Linked DNA regions of Mus musculus: all the other regions are linked to region 1. Evidence: chromatin contacts called from public HiChIP or PLAC-seq data. All regions are on one chromosome and are shown on one strand. Each heading gives the region's core, a stretch centred on a gene start, on an enhancer-like site or on the middle of the called end of the contact. The rest is flanking DNA. Distances are from core to core; before and after follow the strand shown.

What was found. HiChIP or PLAC-seq counts read pairs in DNA pulled down with a chosen protein or histone mark.
Region 2: an HNF4G HiChIP or PLAC-seq map of pancreatic cancer cells shows a contact between it and region 1. The contact joins two enhancer-like sites. A contact is called at or near these places in 2 of 39 promoter capture datasets (embryonic stem cells and stem cell-derived epiblast-like cells), 1 of 15 datasets of contacts at CTCF or cohesin (embryonic stem cells), 17 of 484 Hi-C or Micro-C datasets (the G1E-ER4 cell line, the HL-1 cell line, the N1E-115 cell line and 4 more) and 2 of 115 datasets of contacts at active chromatin or transcription factors (the NIH/3T3 cell line and pancreatic cancer cells).
Region 3: a FOXA1 HiChIP or PLAC-seq map of pancreatic cancer cells shows a contact between it and region 1. The contact joins two enhancer-like sites. A contact is called at or near these places in 1 of 15 datasets of contacts at CTCF or cohesin (embryonic stem cells), 16 of 484 Hi-C or Micro-C datasets (the G1E-ER4 cell line, the HL-1 cell line, the N1E-115 cell line and 3 more) and 3 of 115 datasets of contacts at active chromatin or transcription factors (extraembryonic endoderm stem cells, heart atrium and pancreatic cancer cells).
Region 4: a contact with region 1 is called in an HNF4G HiChIP or PLAC-seq map of pancreatic cancer cells. The contact joins two enhancer-like sites. A contact is called at or near these places in 2 of 115 datasets of contacts at active chromatin or transcription factors (fibro-adipogenic progenitors and pancreatic cancer cells).

The regions. Positions count from the first base shown.
Region 1 is chr6:31,516,550-31,519,871 of GRCm38.p6, forward strand. It overlaps Podxl (podocalyxin-like), which reads right to left. Exons shown (of 8, transcript NM_013723.3): 8 at 2,944-3,322. It also overlaps a transcript of Mkln1 not described here. Among named protein-coding and RNA genes, the nearest start is that of Podxl, 46 kb to the right of the region's middle. Within about 2 kb of position 1,657, at least 124 of the 459 cell types and tissues checked have an H3K27ac peak or open chromatin away from gene starts, as enhancers often do. A contact at or near this core is called in the G1E-ER4 cell line, the HL-1 cell line, the N1E-115 cell line and 1 more, where this site is marked.
Region 2 is chr6:31,065,217-31,068,538 of GRCm38.p6, forward strand. No RefSeq gene overlaps it. Among named protein-coding and RNA genes, the nearest start is that of Mir29b-1, 3.8 kb to the left of the region's middle. Within about 2 kb of position 1,810, at least 33 of the 459 cell types and tissues checked have an H3K27ac peak or open chromatin away from gene starts, as enhancers often do. A contact at or near this core is called in the N1E-115 cell line and pancreatic cancer cells, where this site is marked.
Region 3 is chr6:31,086,344-31,089,665 of GRCm38.p6, forward strand. No RefSeq gene overlaps it. Among named protein-coding and RNA genes, the nearest start is that of Mir29b-1, 25 kb to the left of the region's middle. Within about 2 kb of position 1,843, at least 182 of the 459 cell types and tissues checked have an H3K27ac peak or open chromatin away from gene starts, as enhancers often do. A contact at or near this core is called in the G1E-ER4 cell line, the HL-1 cell line, the N1E-115 cell line and 1 more, where this site is marked.
Region 4 is chr6:31,157,956-31,161,277 of GRCm38.p6, forward strand. All of the region lies in intron 2 of Lncpint (long non-protein coding RNA, Trp53 induced transcript), which reads right to left. Among named protein-coding and RNA genes, the nearest start is that of Lncpint, 59 kb to the right of the region's middle. Within about 2 kb of position 1,501, at least 76 of the 459 cell types and tissues checked have an H3K27ac peak or open chromatin away from gene starts, as enhancers often do. A contact at or near this core is called in pancreatic cancer cells, where this site is marked.

The DNA.
Region 1 (3,322 bases), core at 407-2,906:
TCGAGCTCTGCGATCTTCCCCATCCCCAGGCTAGCGTCATCCTCTGGTTTAGCTGTTGTCTAATCCTTGTGGACTTTCTAGGATTTCTTTCTGGTAAAAGTAATTTTCTGACCCCAGGTTTGGTATGTGTTATCACTAACTCTGTGAATAAGTAAATGAGTGATCACTGCTAAACAACTGCAGTTATAGAATTATGTTGTATGTATGTACATAAGGAGAGTGTATTTTGTTCCTTTTCTTAATAAAAAGTTACATATGGACACGTGTTTGCCAAAATTACTTTGAAATTTTTTTTAAATTACATTATGGGGGCGGGGGGGGGGTCAGTAGAATGTTTGCCTAACATGCAGGAGGTTTTAGGTTTGTTCCCCACTCACAAACTGCAGGGTGGGGTGCACATGGCTCTAATCCCAGTGTATAGAAGGGGAGTAGGGTAACTCAAGGTCATGCCTAACTACATGGAGATGTTGAGGCTAGCCTGAGCTACATGATATACCCTACCGTGTGTGAGTCAAGCTTTCAGAGGTGATGGTGATGGGCCGCACAGGCCTTGGTGCTCCCCCTGAGACTGCTCAGAGTACTGCAGACTTTCTGGGGAAGTTTCCAGTTTTGAGAAACCCTGGTAAATCGTTTCATGGTGGGGGGGGGGGGGAGGATTAATCTGTCTGCAATCAACAAAAAAATCTTTTTGTGTATTTGAACTTGTTTCCTGGGTTTTGGTCACACTGGTTTAAAAGGACAAGGACAACTTGGTTGAAACAAAATGAGCCGTAGGAAAAGTAGTAAAGGAAGGCGCTGCTGCCCTCCAGGGTCAGAGCAGGCCAGGCTTCTGTCTCGGCTGTGGAGGAGAAAGAAGCGCTAAGGGCCAGACCTAAAAAGTACGTCCAGAACTCTACCAAGCGGGATGTTAGGGTTAAGAAGTTGGGGTGGGCTGTAAAACAAGGTCTCTCCACCTGTCATCTGATAAAGTTCAAATGTGCCAGGCTTCATGTGCCTGCGGTGTATGTACTCAGCTTAGGGCTTAAAATCAACCTCTCCCTGCAGTGCTTTCATTGCTAGGGTATACTTTAGTAGGGCTCAGAAGTAATATTTCTTTGTGTTCTCAAAACAGGAAAACATGAGGTACACTGATAAGGTAAGAAATTGCCCTTTCCTTGGTTAATGCCCCTGAGAATTAAAGGGATCAAGATGGGGATCATGCTGACACATTTGTCACATCTCCTGTCACATTTAAGATGGCAGCTGCTCCTGTCCAGTGAGGTCAGGCCTACAGATCACAAGTGGCAGCTTTGTGGGTACTCTCTGGACTGACAGCCAGAGGCCATGGCAGAGGGTGGGGTGGGGGAGTGGAGTACTGGTCATGTCCACAAACAGCAAACTTCGGAAGGTTCAGTTGGAAAAGGGTGGCTCTGCTGCAGCGTGTGCTGTCTGCTCTTTCCTCTCGCTTCATTAGGCGTCCCCTCCTTCACGGTTTTTGTTTCAGAAGAGAAGAGATGGGAGGCAGCTGAGCATGATGCCCTTTCCACAGTGCCTTGGATAGCCACAGAAACTGTCCTGTGCCCTCAGCCAGGAAAAGCAGGGCAGTCAGTAACAGCGAAGACAAGAGCCAGGATCTGTCCACTATGCTGGAAAGCCTTGATGATTGGCAGAATCCAAGAGAGGAGGAGGCTTAGCGGTGTACAGACTGTACAAACTGGGACATGTTGACCAGTCTCAACTGTACAAGTAAATATTAGCAGTAGATCGTCTGAGAGACTCCTGTCGGTTTCATTAAAAGGAAGTGTTTGAGAAATGCCCCTGAGTGTTTGCCTGTCCTATCTTTCTTTTTTCCTTTTGGGTTCAGAAGAGAGGTGGTTTGGGAGGGAGCTTATAGGTTGAAAAAAATCAACTAAGAGGACCTCTAGATTGTTAGGGCAAGGAGCCAGGTCAGCGACTACTCCGGAAGAGAATGGAGCCTTAGAGCTAACTTGTGGGCTGTGATAAACTGTGAGTCACTGTTAGAACAGTGCCTGAGCAGGGCCATGGTCCTTTGGGAGTTCCTGGCATTTAGATCTTTTCTGTGTCTTTGGCATACTCATGAGGTTAACCTCAAAATACCCTGGCCCTAACTCTGGCCTACCCCTCTGGGTGTCACTTGCCTACTAGTGCACAAAAGATTAAGGGGAAAAAAAAAACCAAAAAACAAAACAAAACAAAACATCCTGGTAACTGTGGATGTAATCCAGAAATGAAGTTTGTTTTTAGAATTCAGGCATGATGGTGGTATGGAGAAAAGAATCTGGCACTGAAGAGAGAAAAGATGGAGTCAGGGCCTGAGCCAAAGAGAGGAAGTCTGCAGTCTATCACGTAGTACGGTGAGTTTCCTATAAATGAGGTGAAGATGTCATATGACTGCTGAGGTGGAGGCAGAGATGGGCCAGCTCTGCAGGGCAGACCTTTCCCTTTCCCTACTTCAAGCTGGTACGTAGGGTTCTCTTGCCCTGAGAAAATGTAGCTGTTGGTAATGTGGCCGAGAGATGTGTCACATTCACGCCCATCAGCTCCATCCTTCACTGGGTGAGAGGGGAAGCACCACCTCTCTGTGCAGACCCGAGCTGGATTCTAGCGCTTGGTTTTATCTCTTGGTGGTGTTTTCACACCCAACTGGCATGGTATCTTTCATTGGTGATGGTCACATATCTTTACACTCCAGGCAGAAGTAAGAAGGGTGTTAGATGGTGACAAATTTGTAAACATTGCACAGCAAGGAACATGGTCCTCTCAGGCGCTGGCCCTGCGGTCCTCCACTCCTTCCAGCATCTCCTCTTTCCCCCTCTACTGGCGGAATGCTGCAGGTGCTGATGAGAGCAGGGGATGCTGCCCAATTATACAGGAGAAGGAGCTAATGTCCCTGCTCAGGTGGAGAATTTTAAGCCAAAGCAAAACACTAGGGCCTGAACCAGCTTACACAAAAGCATTTTTATTGACAGTGTACAATTTTCCAAAATAGACTTTATAAGAAAATGCAATAGTTAACTATAATCTCTCAATAAATTCCAGTGTACTTTAGACCCCTGTCCACTACAACATACACTCCCCCAATCTCCTGGGCAAGCTGGTTGACATTCACAAACAGAAAGGCCCCCACAAAACAGTGATCCTGGCCAGTGGTGGGTTTGCGGCAGACCGAGGGAAGCATCAGACACCTGACGGTGACACAGGCTGTTCTACACAGGGCTTCTCCCCCTCTGCCTTCATCTATGCAGTCCCTTTGAGCCTCATTCTGCTGGACATTCCTCAAGGAGTTTTCAAAATTAATTCCTGACAGGAAAACAAAAACAAA
Region 2 (3,322 bases), core at 560-3,059, 450 kb before region 1:
TTTAGTCTGGGGCTAGGGCATAAAAGAACTATTGTTTCTGTAGGCTGGGTTACTGTTATTTTTTAACTAGCAACAACTCTGCAGTATTACAACTCCTGAAAGGACAAAAATAAGAAACCTTACAATACACAGATCACACGCTGGGCTGGCAGACTCTTCACCCTATGAGTAGAAACAGTTATCTTCCAAGGATAGACCCCTAAGCAGCTCTCAGCTCACCAGCCATGAAAATGTGGGCCTGCTTCACAACCCAGCCTGCATGCTTCATGCTGCTCTTCAACGCACTGCCCTTCCTGTGCACTTCTGTCAAATCTGATAGGGAAATCGGGGCCTGGTCTGAGTCAGTAACCCACAGCAGGGCTCTGTGTGGAAAGGCCCTGCAGTAGATGCGTATTGCTCCCAGTGACGTGAGAAGCCAGTCTGTTCTTGTGTTGAGCAAACTGGATTAAGATAACTTCCCTCGGGGCTTGGAGATTTCACAAGAACTATCACATCCTGAACCAGCACCCCTTGAGGAACACAGCTTCAAAACGTTAGGGCCACCAGGACTCGGCAGGCCTAACCGGTGTGTCTGGGCCAGGCCACACGTGTCACTGCAGTAGCTGTGCTCACACATCTGGAAGCCGTACCCAGAAGAGCCGAGCTTTGTAAGGGTTAAATCAGGTAGTACATGAGATGATCGAACGAGCAATACGGAACTTTCCTTTGGCATTTTAGTAGAGGGATGCAGCTAAGAGGTCCAGCTCACAAGTGAGAGGCATACACGGATGTGTCAAAAAAAGATACCTTTGCCTTGTGCCTCCCATCTCCGCACACTTGAATGAGCACCTGCAAATATATTCTGATTACTTCTCCATTCAAGGGCCTCCACGCGGGACCTGTGCTGTCGCTGGTGAGCACAGGTTTCTGTAGGTCTTCCCTGGTTGTGAACTGGCAGCTGGGTGTGTAAGAGTGGCTATCAAACTCCGATGGTCACTTAAAAACTCACTGGAGACTCACCGTGGACAAAATACAGCAAGACCTCTTTAAGGGTGATTTGCAAGCATGCACCTCAACTTCTACAGGGCCACAAAGACAACCTGCTACAAGCATTTTCCAGGGACAGACACGCTGCAGAGAGCCTTCGTGAGAGGAGCAGTATGTGGTATTTCGGTGACACACGAACCTCAGGGTGTATCCCACGGACGTGGGGTTCTCTACTCAGACACTTTCAAAAGGTCCCTTCTCTCTGCTGTCCAGTGAGAGACATTTATTACTTCCTTCCGCAGGCACTGCTGTGGATTGGCTACCTGCATTTGGCGACACTGGGGTGGTTATGACTAAGGAGCACGGCCCTTGGCCTTCCACTTGGCACAGCAGCGAGGTGTACTGTGCAAGCTGGTGTAGGAGCTGCAGCATGCTATAAACCTGTAGATCCAACCAGAGCAAGAATGAAGGTGTCTTGCACAGGGTAGGAGAAGGTCTATTTTCAAGGGGAATTGGTAAGCCCTAAGGCTTTAGCAATGCAGGCTGCAGAAGGCCCACAGAGGGCGGACATTACACTTGTCTTTGAGAACAATCCTTTTTGCTCACTCTACAGCCAGGCAGAGGGCAATTATGGAACTCAAACTACATCATTCTACTCTTTCCTATGTGGTCTAACTTTAAGCCAGAGGTACCTTTCATCAGACAAGAAGCCAAGGGCGTAGGCGGTGCCATTTCCAAAATATTGATCACTCAGGTTAACAAACTGGGAATGCTGTCCCAGCAGGCCCACACAGGATGGTTTACAAGAGATTTAACAACTCAACAAAGAGAAGCCCAGTGACTCAGCAGTCAAGATTCTAACCACTGCGATGTCCAAGTTAATGACTGCAATGCCCCTCAGGGAGCCTGGAACAGCAGAGGCCTCAAAGCTGATCCTCGAACCAGGATGGTGTGGGCCAGGTCTGTGAGCGGGTCAGCTTGGAAAAGAATACTATCTGCAGACCACATGAGGGCCAAGTGCCATTTTCTTTTTACTATTACCATGTTTCATTATCCAAATGTCAGGCTTCATCATGCCATCTCCACACAAGTAATGAGTATGTGGCCAGTGCTCACCACCCACCCCTCCCCCTTCCACATCCCCTTCCCAAACGCTCCCTTTCTCGTTCTGTGTCTCCTGTGTAAATGTGTGCATTGGATCTTGGTTTGCTTGCTTGTTTTGGATAGCCCAGACAGGGTTTCCCTGTGGACTCCTAGCTGACCTGGAACTTGGCTCTGGAGACCAAACTGACCTACAATGCACAAGATCCACCTGCCTCAGCTTCCCCAGTGGCTGGGCTTAAAGATGTACACTACCACATCCCACTGTTGAGTTTTGCTTTTCACTTGAGATTCCTTATATGGCAGGGAACATGCAGTACAAGTTGTCCTGAGTCTGGCTTGTTTGACTTAACACGACAACCCTCCATTCTATCCACTACTCTCACAATGTCCAAAGTCCATTCCTCTTGTAGTTCACGCCCTTCAACGTAATTTCCAAACAAGAATGGAGCGTCTGTCGGGAAGATCACTGGGCACTGGGATTAACATCTGAAGATGGTGACTGGTAAAAGAAATAGTGAGAAGCAGCCGTGATTATGTTACAGTCTGTGTTAACAGCCTTTGGGGCGGGGAACCCAGGTTCAGGATTAAGGTAGGGAGGAGGAGGAGGAGGAGGAGGAAGATGTGTCAAGACCCACACAAGGTGAAATCCAAAGTGCAGCAGTAAAGCCGTGGCACCATAAAGTACTAGCAGCTTCCCAAACTTGTGTGGCCACAGGCCTAAGGAGCGGGGCCAGTGCTTTAAGCAGTATCAGGGTCCCCATCAGATCACAGGCGCAGCGGAAGTGTTTAGAAAGTGGCTTACTGCATTTAGGCTGGCGAAGAGCCTCCCAGGTCAGTGTTTGAGAAAGCCTAATTACAGAGTAGCTATAATTCACCCTCTTCCCCCAGAGAACCTGGGAGCCCAATGGCCACCGCCCTATAGCTTGGTTGGCGGTGGGTTACACACCCAGTTTCTGCAGTGAAGAAACCTGCAGGAGTCTGTGAGTTTCCTCACACAAAAGTTCCATCTAAGGGCAGAACTGCAGCGAGGCTCACAATGTACCCAACTCCAGGGAGAAGACAGCACCTCGCTCTGAAGGGCTGGCCCTGGTCTCTGCAGAGGGAGGGGTTTCCCTCTCCTTTAAGCCCTGCTCCTCAGGAGTATCAGCCTGCGGAGTGCCAGGACATATATGTTACCCTCTGTCAAGGGTCATAAAGGGATCTCTCAAACGATGGCACCTTTTGCCTGGGATTAAAGGGACAAACAGTGTAG
Region 3 (3,322 bases), core at 593-3,092, 430 kb before region 1:
CCCTACCTGATTTGGTGGCACACACAAAAAGTGGTTATGAATCCTTAGCTCTCTACCCAAAGTCATACTCCTTTATAGATGCGCCTGGCTAATCGGACAGGGATTCTGGGCTCCACACGTGACCATCCTGAGGGTATCAACCACTCTCTATTACTTACTTAGTCGTGTGTTCTCCACCCTTGTGTCTTTTCCTCTGGCTCTGTATTTCCACCCAGCAGCCACATGGAGTGACTTCTGGCCTGGCTGTTTCCTGCTTTTAACAGCAGTTCTTTGGGAAGTCTAACTGCCCAGAAGGGTAAGCCCCCCCCCCCCCAACCCCCTGAGAGTGCAACCCAGCCTCCTATACCTGCTGCATCTGGAGAGGGGTCTCCATTTCTGTGGATGCCTCCATGTGCAAGCAAAAGTGTAATGACGTGGTTAAAGGATTCGTGGCTTCTATCAGCATCTTGGGGTGGGGGGTGGGGAGGGAGGGCTAGAATCTAGAACAGATTGATAACTCTAACTCTGCAGCGTTAGGACATAACAGTATACTAAACAGACATGACCCAATAGACTGTACCCTCTACTCAGCCCCTTGGTGGGAGAGTAAGAACGCCCACAGCCGTCACCTAACAAGCATCCCTTACACTAATTAAGGATATGATCTGGACATGGGATCAGGAGGAGGCAGTCAGCACAGCTAACCCAGAGAGTAGCATACACATCTTCAGGGCTATCTTCTCTAAGTCTGCTCTTACACGGGACCAAAGCACTTTCTTTGTTCTCTTCTGAGGTTTATTTACTAGCACTGGTGAGAAAGAAAAGCACCAGGAATCACAAGTCTCTGCACACAGACATGTCACTTCCTCAAATGTGCATCTTACGGATCTACCTCACGTTTCGCTTTAAATAATAAAACTACAACTTCATTTTTATGTATATGCTATAAAAACAAACAAAAAAATCTTAATTCTTAGCTCCCATGGTTATCTGTAGGTCATGTGTGCTTCTGTAGTCAGGATCACACACAGAGTCCTCTTCATAGTAAATGTGAAATGTGTTACACACACGACAACCAGCAAAGATAGTTCTTTGAAGCTCTTCCTTTGATGAAATGCCATTTATAAGTTTTTAAGCAAGAATCAGTGAGCTTCAAAAAAAATACTCACGGTTGAACGGTCACCCAAGGATCCCCAAGTGCAGGCTGGGCTTGTCCTGGAAGCAGAGGACTGAATTCCACAGGAGAGCCAAGAGCGGGCCAGCAGAAAGCATGAATGCTAGCAGCACCTTCCTCCAGCCCATCACAATCCCAGGCTGAGACCCTGCAGTCCTGAACAGCGACAATAAAACCACATTAGGTTGTTTTCCCAATTCCTACGAAATGAGTCAGTAGGTCAAACAACTGATCCACTTGAGAGAACAATCCCTGCAGCTACACTCCCCGCTTCCAGTAACTGGGCTCATTCTCTCTGCCCTGCACAAAGTGCTCCCACTAACCCAGGAGCCCATGGGGCCTGGCAGACCCAGAGTGGGTACTGTCAGATAGTCAGTCTCTGCTGGGGTTAGCATCCTCCTTGGACAGAGGCTACTGCTAGTAGTGCCATACAGCTTCCTCAGAGTTACAGAAAAACTTCTCTGTTAAGACCCTAAGTCATTTATCTCCTTCACACCAAAGAAGGGTCTTAGTGCTTAAAACAGAAACCCAATAGTTACCCCTCTGAAAGCTCCCCCTAAAACAAATAAAACCACTTCCTTCTGCAAAAATACCTTCTCCTCCTCAAAAGATCTCCATATTCAGAAGACAGAGTGGTAATTCAATCATCCACACTGTTCAAACACACCCCAGGGTCCTCCTGCTGCTCGGCAGAACCATCCACTGGGCTTCAGGAAGCAGAAGTGTGTAAGAGCTGCCAGCAGTCTTTTAAATCCACGGCTCAAGTTGCTGAACACCTTGGGAAACTACCACCTACTCACCCAGAGGAGAGCTGATTCAAATAGTAACCTTCTGCATTGGAAACCACCAGCTACTACTGCTGAGAGGTCCGTAATTCCAAGAACTCATCCAAACAGGCAGATCTAAGGACACACAGCTCGACACACAGGGCTAGGTCAGCTGTGACAGCTCTTCAGTGGGAGACTTTTGCTTTCTGAATCCACAGGGCTTACTTACTTTCTTTTCTTTTTAAAGACAAGGTCTCATTTTCATCTTGAGAAAATGTCTGATCAAGCCACCAACTGAAAACCTGCCATTATAAACGAGAGATTTCACAATGCTCATTCCAAAATCTGCGGCTATTCATTTCTGGAAGTGACTCACTGAGAAAGGACGGCTGTTGGGGGTGGGAGGGAGAGATCATTTTTAGGAGACCGCCTGCACTCTGAGAACTGAGCAGAAACCCCACGGTGGCTACCACGTGTGTGGAGCGACCCCAGCTCAGCTCTGAGTCACACCCCCCCCCCCAATCCAGATGACACGCCATGACCAGTCTCCTCGTGAAAGCCACGGTGGACAAAAAGCCCTTTGGGCTGTGCACCCACCCTCATGGCTGCCTCTCGGGGCTATTTTCACATAAATCAGGAGGGAGGCAGCAGCATTTGCCACCTGTCAGGACTGACTCCGCGGCTGGTGAGTAACCAGCCACCGAGTCCCACTTCCTGTGACTATTTCCAAAAGACCCCATGCTATTTCCTTCAGGAAAATACGAAGTGCAAAGCAGAGCTACGGGAAGGAGAGACAGCCCCAAGAGCAAAGCTAAAAGCCTGCAATGTGATCGCTGTTTACCCAGCCACGCCTAGTTTTAATTTGGTTTCCCAACCCCTGTGTAATTAAGACTGCCAAAGAGAATAGCATTTGGGGTGGGGGTGGAGGGTGAGATCCACAAATGCTTAGACCTTCTGAGTGCGTGACCAGAAAAGCAATTGTAAGACTCAAGAGAACCCATCTGAAGCTGACTGGAGCATTAACCCTTGCAGGAGAGAGAAAGTTGGTTTTGTTTATTCCCAAATTTCAAACATGAAATCCTCTTTCCTCCCAGATGGCATTAAACAGAGTCTACTGCCACTCCCTAGGTTCGTAGAAGGAACCATTTTCAGAGCCGTTTATGGGACAGTCACGTTAACAGCAGCGCACACGTCATCCAACACTAAGGTGTCCTTTGAAGCTGCCATTGAAGTATGGTGTTTGGTGTTTTGCCAAACCTATTAGTTTATGCCAGGAAGAAGGGTATAGGAGCTCCTGACGGCAGGCTGCTCAGATGCATGGGGAAGGTAGAGTATCAGTCGTGGCAGGGTTTCTTTCTGAGGACACCATGCATGCTGGAGAAAGGCAGCCTTTTCCTAAGAG
Region 4 (3,322 bases), core at 251-2,750, 360 kb before region 1:
GGCACTAGCAGGAAGCCTCAGGTTCCCACTGCCAAGTCCCTTCCGACAGCTGGTGGGTCCCTCTCCTCAAGCTCCAAGCACAAGTAGGTTGGGGTGTGTTTTTCAGGTTGCTTGATCACAACAGAAAAGAAGAGAGACAAAGGGTGCTAAGGGGCTTTGCCACTGTTTTCAGAGAACATTTTCCGCACAGCCTACTCTGGCCTTGAGTGTGATAGCCTCAGCCTCACTGTCCCTGTGATGATGGTGTTACAGGTTTGTGTCATTCCCCAGGGGGGTTTTTGCTTGTTTCAGATTCAACAGCTATTAGTTTTAGTGTGTTTCAAAAATCAGATCAAAATTCCATCAGTTTCCCAACTTCACAGACTTTCAAAGTGCTAAGTGTGCACTGGGAACTTACAGGGGAGGTAGTATGACACAGAACTTCAAATGAACATACAGGTTAAGTAAGGAGGCTGGCAAGATAGCTCAGTGGTGAGGGCCCTTGACTACCATGCACCATGCTGCCCTAAGGTACATCCTTGAAACCCACATGAAGGTGGAAGGAAAGAAGTCACCACATAAAGTCATTCCCTGACCCCACTAACACTTGTGCAAGCATGCATGCATGCATGCATGCATGCATGCATGCGCGCGCGCGCACACACACACACACACACACACACACACACACAGAGGGGACGTGGGGTTGATTTTAAAATACTGAACAGAAAACAAAAGTTCCCAACTCACTGGCCATGGTTTCGTCTCCTTTGTATTCTGGTGGCCCTGGCCCGGGGACTGCACTGGGAGATTGCTGTGCTAAGGAAGCAATTATGAGCTCCACTCAAGAGAGAACAAAAACGGATGGATTTGGAAGGGTCACTTGGGCACCACCAGGAACCTTGGCAGCAGATCACGAGCCCCCTCTTCACTTCAGGTTTTGTTGCCAACTACTTGTCTACACGGCCCAGACCCACAGGGCACCTGCTCTCCACTGTCAGCTGCCAGCTGCCCCGCCCTGGCAGGCAGCCATGGCAGGCCTCTTTTCCAGCCCTCTACATTCTGGACAACCTAAACAGAACTTCTAGCCTCACGGCATGCCCCTATGTTCTGGAGTCCTTGCTATGAACAGAGAACCAAAAGGAAAAAAAAAAAAAAAAAGCTCACAATTTCTTGAAAATCTCTTCTAATACAGACAGAACAAAAGAATTCAGAAAGCCTCTCACTTTAAACTGCTCTTTCCACAGAAATGTCTTCATTATTAAACTAAAGTAAGTTCTGGAAATGCATGGTGCCGGGTTCTTTGAAATTAAGAGCAAGATTTTCTGATAAAAATTATTGACTAAAATACAGTTAACTTGTTTGTCACTTTCAAAAGCCACAGATGAAATTTCTCTGAAAAACCCAATGTCTTTAAGAGAAAAAAAAATCCACAAAACTGGGACTCTGCCAAATGTGAAAGATACAAAACCATGGGCCGAAAAGGCTGTTGTCAGACAGCGACACACAAGTGAGGGCGGAGCTCAGGGACATAAAGCCGGGGAGGCTGCCACGTGGACTGCCATGGACTGCCGTGCTGGCTCCACCTGGGAGGGACTGAACATGTTTCCTCATTCTTCAACTTCAGACTCCTAATCCGAGGAGGAGGAGGAGGAGAGCGCCATTTTAAACAAGGTCAAGCAGAGCCTGCCCAGGAAAAGAACCTGATGCCGATGATCGCAGCTAAGTCTGGCTGTGGCAGCTTTGTCCCCTAGTTTACAGGAACCCAGGACAGCCAGTAGGTTCCCCCGTCTGTGGTTCTAACACTGTGACCTAACCTGAGACAGTGGCACTCACATTTGAGGCAGAACGGAGACCGGGCAAAAAGATAACACAAAGCAGACTTGTCCCTGAAGGCCCCGCTGGGAGGGGGGGGGGGTGGTGTCACATGATTTATTTCCCTCTTCCCACACACAAAAGATGGGATCCTATCTCAAAATACAAAATAGAATAACACAAAATACAAGAAGGAGAGGAAGGCACGGATGTCCTGAACTAGGGACACCAGGGACTGGCCTGAGGGATCACTGATAAAATGTAGCAGCAATTCTTCTCCATCCATCCGGTGGCCTCACCTTCAGGATGTGAAGGGTCCACACCCTGGTGGCTAGGTACCCCTGCTGCCGTGGCAGTCACGGTGGTGGTGAGATTTACTCTGGCACTGAGGAAGCCTCCCTTAAAGTTCCACGACAAGCAAGAGTTTCCTTTCTAAGTAAGCTAGCCAGTACGCAGTGTCCTTCCTCATATCTAGTGTCTTCCCTGTTCTCTTTCCTGAACAGAGTACACACCTATTGACTCAATTTAACAGCAAAGTTAATACTGCAGAATTACAGGAAGCCATTTTTTTAAAATGATACTTCACCCCCGCCCCCACTTGCCCTCCCCAGCCCAGGTGTGGTCTCCTGTGATCTGAGCTATGGGGCTATGGAGGGGTGGAGGTGGGCATCGGTGTCTCCACTTCCCATTTCCCTGCCTCTCGGGAGCTCTCCACTGTGGGCGGGCGGGCGGTTGGTCGGTGCTAAATGGGCTCCGTCACCACTATTCAACCCAGCAGCAATTAACACCGCATTCATTTTCTTCAAAGGCAAGCTGAAGCAAGGTGCCCCAGACCTGGGATAAGTTCTTGTCAGCCTTGTCTTTCTGCTCTAATTATTTCCATGGGTTTCAATCAGCATCTCCTGCACTGTCTTCCGCAAGTGCTAAGAATGGCTGCTTGGGAAAAAAATTTCAATGCTAACAATATTTTTCCTCACAAATACACAAGTTATATGAAGAAAGCAGTTCTGCATAGCTCTAACTGCTTGCTGTACAGTAAGTACTCTGAGACGCAAAGGTGTGCTGGCCCCAGGCCACTGTGCACTGGGAGGGTTCTGGAAGGATCATGTGACAGCCATAGGAAGCCATAGGAAGCCCAGGTTTACAGGTTGCATTTAGAAGGGAATGCGGGGAAGGAACATAAAGAGAAATTTGTCTCTTCCCCGTTTCCTTCCCCCAATGGAACTACTCTCACTTTTCTGAATCCTTCCAGATCACATATTTCTTAAACACACAGAGTTATAAATATGTTCTGTTTGGTAAGTTTTTGTCAATACACTTTCTAGCTTAAATTCAACAGTCCTCTCTGCCGTTAGTACATTTATCCTTGACCACATATGTCTGATGGCAGGCAGTGTTTTAACTTGAGAATCTACCAGAGGCAGGGCTGGGGATATAGCTCCGAGGGCAGAGTGCTTACCTACAGCAAACACAAAGCCCTGGGCTTGATCCTCGAGGACTTGTAAAAGGCAGAACGTGGTGTCACTTG